2 separate regions of the Capra hircus genome follow, and region 1 is linked to region 2. The links are chromatin contacts, called in public Hi-C maps. All regions are on one chromosome and are shown on one strand. The core of a region is the stretch at or near the end of the contact, and the rest is flanking DNA. Distances in the headings are between cores, read along the strand shown. Region 1 overlaps TRANK1 (TPR and ankyrin repeat-containing protein 1). Region 2 has its middle 13 kb from the start of TRANK1.

Region 1 (4,234 bases), core at 1,520-4,019, 33 kb before region 2:
CCAAGTGCTGTTTAATTCAAGACACACAAAGTGGAAAAGCAAGGCTTATACTTCCTTTTTTTGAACTACTTTCATTGTAAAAATAGTACAAACAGAAAAGTTAGGTAATACAGATACCCACAAAAATATAAAGCAAAGTAAAAATCTCCTCTACTATGTCCCCACCCGCAGGGCTTTCTGCATCTAGTTTTTCTCCGTAAAGTATGAGGGCCCAGAAGCTCAGGAGAGGTGGTGAATCTGTCAGAGGGTAACTGACAAGGGAGCTGTGACCCCAGTGTAGTAGACACCAAGTGTCCAGCCCAGACACCCTGGCCAGTGCAGCCAATCCTAGCAGGAATGAGTGTGGGCTGCAGCTAGGGTCTCCTTGAGCCCCATTTATCCTCACCCTAATGGGAGCTGCCTTCTCCCCAGGAAGTTATACCCCCGTTATGGACTGTGTTTCCACCAAATTCATTTGTTGAATCCCCAACCCCTAGAGTGACGGTATTTGGAGCGGGGGCCTTCAGGAAGGTGATTAGGTTTAAATGAAGTCAGGAGATCAGGGCCCTCATGTTAGGATTAGCGCCCTTATAAGCAGAGACACCAGAGTGTTCCTGTTCTCTCCACCATAGGAGGACACAGTGAGAATGAGGCCATCTGCAAACCAGGAAGGGGGCACTTACCAGGAACTGAACTGGCCGCCACCCGGACCTTGGACTTCCCAGTCTCCAGAACTGTGAGGAACAAATTCCTGTTGTTTATTCCACCCAGTCAATGGCAGTTTGTTATTGCAGCCTGAGCTGACTAATCGCCCCACTCCCTTGGACAATTCCTGGGGGCCAGACAGCCTACCTACCAGCTGGTGATTGACTGACACAGGTATCAGAAAGGTCAGCCTCCTTGTCTTAAAGAGAGACAGTTCTGCAGTACAACTAACTCAGGGTCCAGAGCTGACTCCAGTGGAGACACCATCCCTACCTGATCCTGCTTCCCTCCATCCCCTTCTCCCCAGGACACCTGCTCGTGGACCACAAGCCCTGTGTCGGCTGGCAGCAGCAGGAAGGCAGGTGACAGGTGATGGGCACCGGGAACTGTATCAGGAAGGTCCCATGAAAGGCAATACATGAGGGTGCAGGCAGGAGTCCCTTTAGCTGTCATGCATCTGCTAAGCGGTGGCGTTGAGATGTGAGTACTCACCATGTGGTCAGTACTCCACCACCATGTGGTGGTACTACCACCACAATCTGACGCTACCTTTTTCTTTGCAAGACAGAAGGGGAAGTCAACGTTTCCCCCGATGAATGAGGCACTCTAGGCCCAGCTCTGACACAGCTCTGATCTGAACCACGAGGGGGCAGAATGACAGAACTACAAGCCCAGGTCAGTTACAGTCAGTTCCAATCCAGCGCAGACACAGGAGATAGGAGGGAGGAGGTGGGAGCCATGTGTCAGGAACTCGGCTCAGTGCCACTTTGAGGTACAAGTTTACGCTGCATACACCCTACAAATGCCAACCTCTGCTTCCTGGATTACAGCTGTCCCCAAAGAATCATGTGGTAACCTCTGGGGGTGCCCAAGACCACTTCAGGTGGTCCCCAAGGTCAAAATATCTTCACAATTGCAGTTAGCTGAATAATGGTTTCCAAATAATGTTTTCTTTTATGGCAAAAGGAACTTGGGAGATGGGATTAATTTAGGATCTTGAGGTTAGGATCTGGACTAGCATACGATCACAGATGTCCTTGTAAGTGGGAGACTGAGAGAGCCGGCCACAGGCAGAGGAGAAGGAGATGTGATGACAGAAGCGGCGACTGGAACGATGTGCTTTGAGGAGGATGCAGGAAGGGGCCCCAAGCCAAGGACGCAGGCAGCCACTCAAGGGTGAAAGAGACAAGGAAATGGAGGCTCCTCCCCAAGGAACCGGGCTTTCCTGGTGGCTCAGACGGTGAAGCGTCTGCCTACAATGCGGGAGACTGGGGTTCAATCCCCGGGTTGGGAAGGTCTCCTGGAGAAGGAAATGGCAACCCACTCGAATATTCTTGCTGGAAAATCCCATGGATGGAGAAGCCTGGTAGGCTACAGTCCATGGGGTCGCAGAGTCGGATACGACTGAGTGACTTCACTTTCACTTTCCCCAAGGAACCAGCCCTGCCAACACCTTGCTTTTCAGCCTCACAAGACTCATTTTGGACCCCTGACCTCCAGAAACATAAGATCATAAATGTGTATTGTTTTAATCCACGAAGTTGGTGGTCATTTCTTACAGCAGCAACGGGAAACTAATACAATAATACCGAGACAGCAGGTGCCTTTTTCACAATCCTCCTCTCACATGTGGATGGGGAATTTTCCAGAGGCTATCTGGAGTGTGATGTCATAACAGGCTCAATGCAGAAACAGATGTGAGAAGCCAGATGTCTTCCACTGAGACAGACATTAAAGAGACTTGCAAATACATAAAATGTGAAACTCTTCTCACTAAATGTTTGGTTTTGAAAAGTAATTCCTCATAAAAACACTGCTTGTGTCAGCATGTCATGGGTTTATTACTGACATTTTAAAATAATGAATAAATACATATTTTAAATGTTTCTCAGTTTTGAGTTCTAATGCAGGCTTTATTGATAACTACACCAACAAAAGCTCTCTGGGGTCCTCCATAATTTGTAAGCAGGCCATGATCCTGAAATGTTTGGGAACAGGTCTGCTAGAAGCGGAACGGGCAGGGGAAGAGGTGAGCCTTAGTTCCTGGTGGCTTGCCCTGTGGCCAGGCCAGTGGGTTGATAGCACAGATAAACAAGATCAAATGAATGACAAGCCCAGAGGCTTGGAGACAGAGTCAGTCATTCCAGGAACTCTGTTGGAACCAGACAAAAGGGGAAGTTTTGCAAGGTTTATCAACAGTCCCCCGCGTTTCACTTTCTGTTTCCTGAATTCCTCTAGCTTCACTGAGACTGACACTGCAGAGAAGATAAACAGAAAGTGGGAGGAGAAAGGAAACTGAAACTAGCTGGTGTGATAGAAGGTGAGAAAAAAACAAAAGCAAGAGAGTGCATGCCCTTCCATACATAAGAAAAAGAGGCAGGGAGAAAATCCGAACACTTACCCCCACTGGTACAACTGCAGGAGAATCTGGATGGCTTCATCGTACTTTCTGATGGCCAAAGAGAAGTTCCCACTCTTAAAGCCCTGGTTGCCAGACTCTTTCAGCCGCTCAGCGTAAGCTGTGGGGTCCATCCTGTGAGGAGAGGAGGGAAGGCTGGCGGCGCGGGCTTCCGTCCTCTCCACATCTGCAGCGCTCGGAGTCTGAAGGGGCAGGTTGTTCATCCTGGCCCCTCCCACCAGCTGAAGGCACACCCTGCCCACACCCCTCCCCACCCAGGGACCAGACGGAGTGTCTGATCCCAGACGGTTTCTTTCTCAGTTCTTTTCTGACCTCTGGAGCAGCGGCCAGAACGTTTCCATTTATTCTGTATTAATGACCAGTCAGGCTGTAAGGAAGGAGGCAGCTTCCATGCACGACACGATCTGAAGGACCTCCCTGGTCCAGTGGTTAAGAATCCGCCTGCCAACGCAGGGGACGTGGGTTCGATCCCTGGTCCAGGAAGATTCCACAAGCTGTGGGGCAACTTAAGCCCATGCACCACAACTACTGAAGCCCAAGTGCCTAGAGCCCACGTGCTGTGCAACGAAAAAAGGCCTTGCAGTGGGGAACCCGTGCGCCGCAACCAGAGCAGCGGCCCCCACCCCGCACGCGCAGCAGTGAAGGCCTAGTGCAGCAACGAAGACCCAAGGCAGCCAAAATAAAGAATGAACAAAATCTTTTTTAAAAAGACGACATGAAGCTGGCAGGTGGTGTGCACTAGATAAGTGGCAGCTCTTCCCATAACTGCAACAAGCGTTACTCTCATTTACCCATCGCAGCAGCTCAGAAGGAGGCACCATTTTCACTGTTCAGATGAGGAAAACTCAGGCTCAAGAAGTTCAAGTCACTTGCTTAAGGATGGGCTAATGGGTGCCCCCAGTTCCGACCCCAGTTCCAAGTTTCTGCCCTTGACCCTGTACTGCATCGCCTACTCGTCCAAGGAGTTGAGTCCTTCCACTGTCTCCAAAGGTCCTAAAACCCTCGAAGTATTTTGTCCCTGAGATTGCTATTGCCCACTTACCTGTCTGCGTCCCCTGGGAAGCCCTTACCTCTTTCCTGACTCCTGTTTCATTCATTTGGTAGCCCTAGCACAGAATGGGTACTTAAATA
Region 2 (4,344 bases), core at 256-2,755:
TCTTTGGCCAATCACTCTAATTCAGAGTATTTCCTGGTGGCGCACGTATCCATCAGCCAAGATGGATGCTAGCGAGAGGGATTCTGAGAAGTGGACGGACACGCAGTGTCTCCTTTCGACCTTTCCCAAACTCTTCCGGTTGGTGGTGGCTTATTAGTTCCGTTTTCCTTCCCAGGATCTCCTGTCATAAAACAACTCATGCAGATGGTTACTGTGGTGCCTGGCCAGGGTGCTTCCCCTGACAGGACCACCTGGACTAGATTGGGCAGACATCTGTGGCAACAGCAGCCATGGCCGACTAGCCGGTTCCCAGTGAGCCCAGCTGGTGTGAAAGGGGTTCCGACAGGGACCACAGCGATACTCTGAACCAGGCCGTTTCTCAGTTGCTGTGAACGAACTCTAGCCTCCAGTTCCCAGTAACTGAGACAACGGTTGAGTAGGGGCTTCCCCAGCGGCTCAGCGGGCAAAGAACCTGCCTGCAATGCAGGAGACTCAGATTCAGTCCCTGGGTTGGGAAGATTCCCCTGGAGAAGAAAGTGGCAAGCCACTCCAGTATTCTTGCCTGAAAAAAATCCATGGACAGTGGAGCCTAGGGGGCTTCAGTCTATGGGGTCGCAAAGAGTCTGACACGACTGAGTGACTACGCACGCACAGAGCTAGAGCGGACACCCGGGGCAACTGATAATGGAGAGAAAGCAGCAATACGGGTCAGACAGATCAACCACGTTTATTGTCACTGATAAAACTAAACGTCTATGCCAGATCCAGTTGGCAATGGGAGGGAGCAGGGAGCGCCTCAAAGGGTGGTTTGCCCTGACCTCCTGAACTCCAGGTAGTATGAAGAAATAATGTTTACACAGGCTGTTTTTGCAGCCTGATAATGGCCTTGCTGCCCTCTTCCATGTGGTAAAGTCTCTGGATGACTCATCTCCATCCTTACCTCCCTTGTAAACCGGGCTGACCATCCACCAGCCCCGCCTCCCCCTCTTCACCACTTCCTGCTCAGTACTCAGTTACAGCGCCTACCACAATTTACTTGTCATCTACCCCAGACAGCATCCAAATCTAGGATTTTCTTATCTTGTTGGTTCCGTACTCCCAGCTCCCTGGCACTTAGCTGACACAATGCTTGTGGAATTAACGAGCAAATAAAACGTTATCCGCGAGGAAACTCAGGTCTCCTGGAAACTGCTGGCTGGGGTGGTGGGTGGGGGGAGGAGGGGTATTCAGCAGGATTTTGCCAAGAAATTTGCATTTGAACTGCGCGAAACCGATTTTCACGGGGCGGGGGTGGTGGGGAGGGAGGAGCAAAAGAAGAACAATACAGAAACGAAACCGAAAGCTTTTAAAAGGACCGAAAACCCTGCTGGGTTTTGAGGATGACGATAGAAGAGGGCTCTGGGAAGACTGCAAGTGAAAGTCATTGGTGCGGGTTGTGTAAGGACGACGGAGGTGGCGCTTCCAGCGCCCTAACGACGGCCACCGCACTTAGGAAGGGCTTTACTTCCTCCCCAGCTAGCGGCGCCCTTGCTGCTTTGGAAATGCGCCACCGTGAGGCCGAGCATACAGCTATACCCGGGGACGGGCTGGGGATTTACCTCCACCAGCAGAAACCGGTCCCATCACGTCCTGGCAAATAGTTGGGGGGAAGATGGAAACAGTGACAGACTTTATTTTCTTGGGCTTCAGAATCACTGCGGACGGTGATTGCAGCCATGAAATTAAGACTCTTGGTCCTTGGAAGAAAAGCTATGACAAAACCGAGACAGTGTATTAGAAAGCAGAGGTGTTACTTTCCCTACAAAGGCCCGTATAGTCAAAGCTATGTTTTTTCCAGTAGTCACGTAAGAATGAGAGAGCTGGACCATAAAGAAGACTGAGTGCCAAAGAATTGATGCTTTTGAAGTGGAGAAAACTCTGGAGAGTCCCTTGGATAGCAAGATCAAACCAGTCAATCCTAAAGGAAATCAATCAACCCTAAATACTCATTGGAAGGACTGATGCTGAAGCTGAAGCTCCAATACTTTGGCCACCTGATGTGAAGAGCTGACTCATTGGAAAAGACCCTGATGCTGGGAAAGGAGGAGGAGAAGGGGACGACAGAGGATGAGATGTTGGATGGCATCATCGGCTCAGTGGATGTGAGTCTGAGCAATTCTGGGAGATGGTGAAGGACAGGGAAGCCTGGTGTGCTGCAGACCGTGGCGTCACAAAGAGTCGAATACAACTGACTGAACGACTGAACTACAACAATGAGCAGAAACCACTCTGGCTCAGTGCTTCAGGGATGCACCTTCAGTGGCCTCTAAATAGAAACAGAGATTTCTCTTACAGCAGCTGAGGACAAGCAGAAGGAAGACCACGTGCCACTCATCTCACAATCCGCCATGCCTGCCTCGAGGCTGACTGCTTGTCTCCAGTTTTCCTTCTAACTAGCCTGTAGACACTTTAGAGACAGAGATTTACTCATCTTTGCTTTCCTACAGGGCCTTACACTCTGTGTGTGTGTTTTTAAAGCTATTTTTAGTGCATGTATATGAAGATGATGTCTTAAGCAAATTTGTTTAAAGCTCCTAAAACAAGCCAAATAAGCCAGGCCCCCAAAGGACAAAAACTGTATGATTCCACTTGTGTGAGATACCTAGAACACTCAAATTCATAAAGAAAAAGAATAGTAGTTACCAGAGACCAAAGGGAAAGGAAGAAAAGCAGTTGTTGGTTAATGCTTATAAGACGTGATTGGAATGATGAAAAAGTTCTGAAATGATACAGAGGGGATTGTGAATGTACTTTACGCCACTGACTTCTACATTTTTACATTATATTTTACCACAACTTTAAAAATGAAAGAAAGGAAGTCTAGCTTTATTAACATCACATAAAACAGAATTTAGGTCAAAAAGCATTAGATAGAGTCACTTCACTCTGACAAAAGTTTCAAGTCATTGAGAAGAATGACTAATTCTAAATATGTGTATACCAAATAACAACTTCCATATATGTAAAGCAAAAGTTGTCACACTATTTCTTCAATGAGAAAGTTACATGATCGTGGGAAGTTTTATCAATGCTATATAAGTAACCCGAAAAAAATTCTCCTACACATCTCCAAGACATGTAAAAAAATGTTTTACAGCAGCATTATACACAATAGCAAAAACGAAAAACAACCTAATATCCATTAGTGGTTTCTGTTGTTTTCTCGGTGAGTCCTGTCCCACTCCTTTGCAACCCCATGGACTGTAGCCTACCGGGCATTTCCCAGACAAGAATACTGGAGTGGGTTGCCATTTCCTTCTCCAGTCCATCAGCAGAAGGGATGAACATATTAAGGGAATACTACCCAGCAATGAAAATGAATGAGCTGCAGCCTCAGGTAAAAACCATGGGGGAGCTTTAAAATGTAATGATTTTAGAGGTTTTCTTCCTTTTTCAGCTGGAGCAAGGTTTTATTTAATTTTATATTATTTTATTGCAGGATAGTTGATATAAAATGCCGTATTAGTTTCACATGTACAACTAAGTGATTCACTTATATATGTACATAATGTGTATTTTTTTCAGATTCTTTTCTCATGTAGATCATCACAGCATGTTGAGCAGAGTTCCCTGTGCCATACACTGCGTCCTTGTTGGTTGCCTACATTATATATAGGAATATATAAGGTAGATATATACTTATATATAGAAGTATGTGTATGCTAATCACAAATCTTGATTTATCTCTCCCCATCACATTTCCATTAGGCTAACCATAAGTTGGTTTTCAAAGCCTGGGAGTACGTTTCTGCTTTGTAAGGTAATACAGTTCGTATCAGTTTTTTAATTCCACCTATCACATGATATTTGACTTTCTGTGTCTGACTTGCTTCACAAGAGATGGTGATGTCTAGGTCCATGCTTGTTGCTGCAAGTAGTAATATTCCATTCTTTTTATGACTGAGTAACATTGCATTGTGTACAGGTACAACCTCTTCTTTATCCATTCATCTGTAGATGGATGCTTTGGTGACTTCCAGGTCCTAGCTACTGTCAGTGGTGCTGCAGTGAAGGTTGGGGTGCACTTGTCTTTTCAAATGAGGGTTTTCTCTAGATATATGCCAGTGAATGGGATCGCCCGGGTCCTATGGTGTTTCTGTATCTCGTTTTCCATGTAACCTTCATAATGCCTGTCAGCAATTTACTTTCCCACCCAAGCAGAGGAGGGAGGGCTTCCTTTTCTCCAGTCCCCTCAACATTGATTTTGCGTAGACTTTTTGCTGATGGCCATTCTGAGTGGTGTGAGGTGATACCTCGTTGTGAGTTAGATTTTCATTTTTATTATTTTAAATAATGAGCGATATG

Evidence for each region. Hi-C and Micro-C count contacts between places; a contact is called where the count stands out from the background.
Region 1: a contact with region 2 is called in a Hi-C map of blood, with 2.3 times the contacts expected there. The contact joins two enhancer-like sites. A contact is called at or near these places in 2 of 5 Hi-C or Micro-C datasets (both in blood).

The regions. Positions count from the first base shown.
Region 1 is chr22:10,487,331-10,491,564 of ARS1.2, reverse strand. It overlaps TRANK1 (TPR and ankyrin repeat-containing protein 1), which reads right to left. Exons shown (of 26, transcript XM_018067182.1): 2 at 3,086-3,217; 3 at 663-713. Among named protein-coding and RNA genes, the nearest start is that of TRANK1, 21 kb to the right of the region's middle. Within about 2 kb of position 2,769, at least 3 of the 5 cell types and tissues checked have an H3K27ac peak or open chromatin away from gene starts, as enhancers often do.
Region 2 is chr22:10,453,077-10,457,420 of ARS1.2, reverse strand. No RefSeq gene overlaps it. Among named protein-coding and RNA genes, the nearest start is that of TRANK1, 13 kb to the left of the region's middle. Within about 2 kb of position 1,505, at least 5 of the 5 cell types and tissues checked have an H3K27ac peak or open chromatin away from gene starts, as enhancers often do.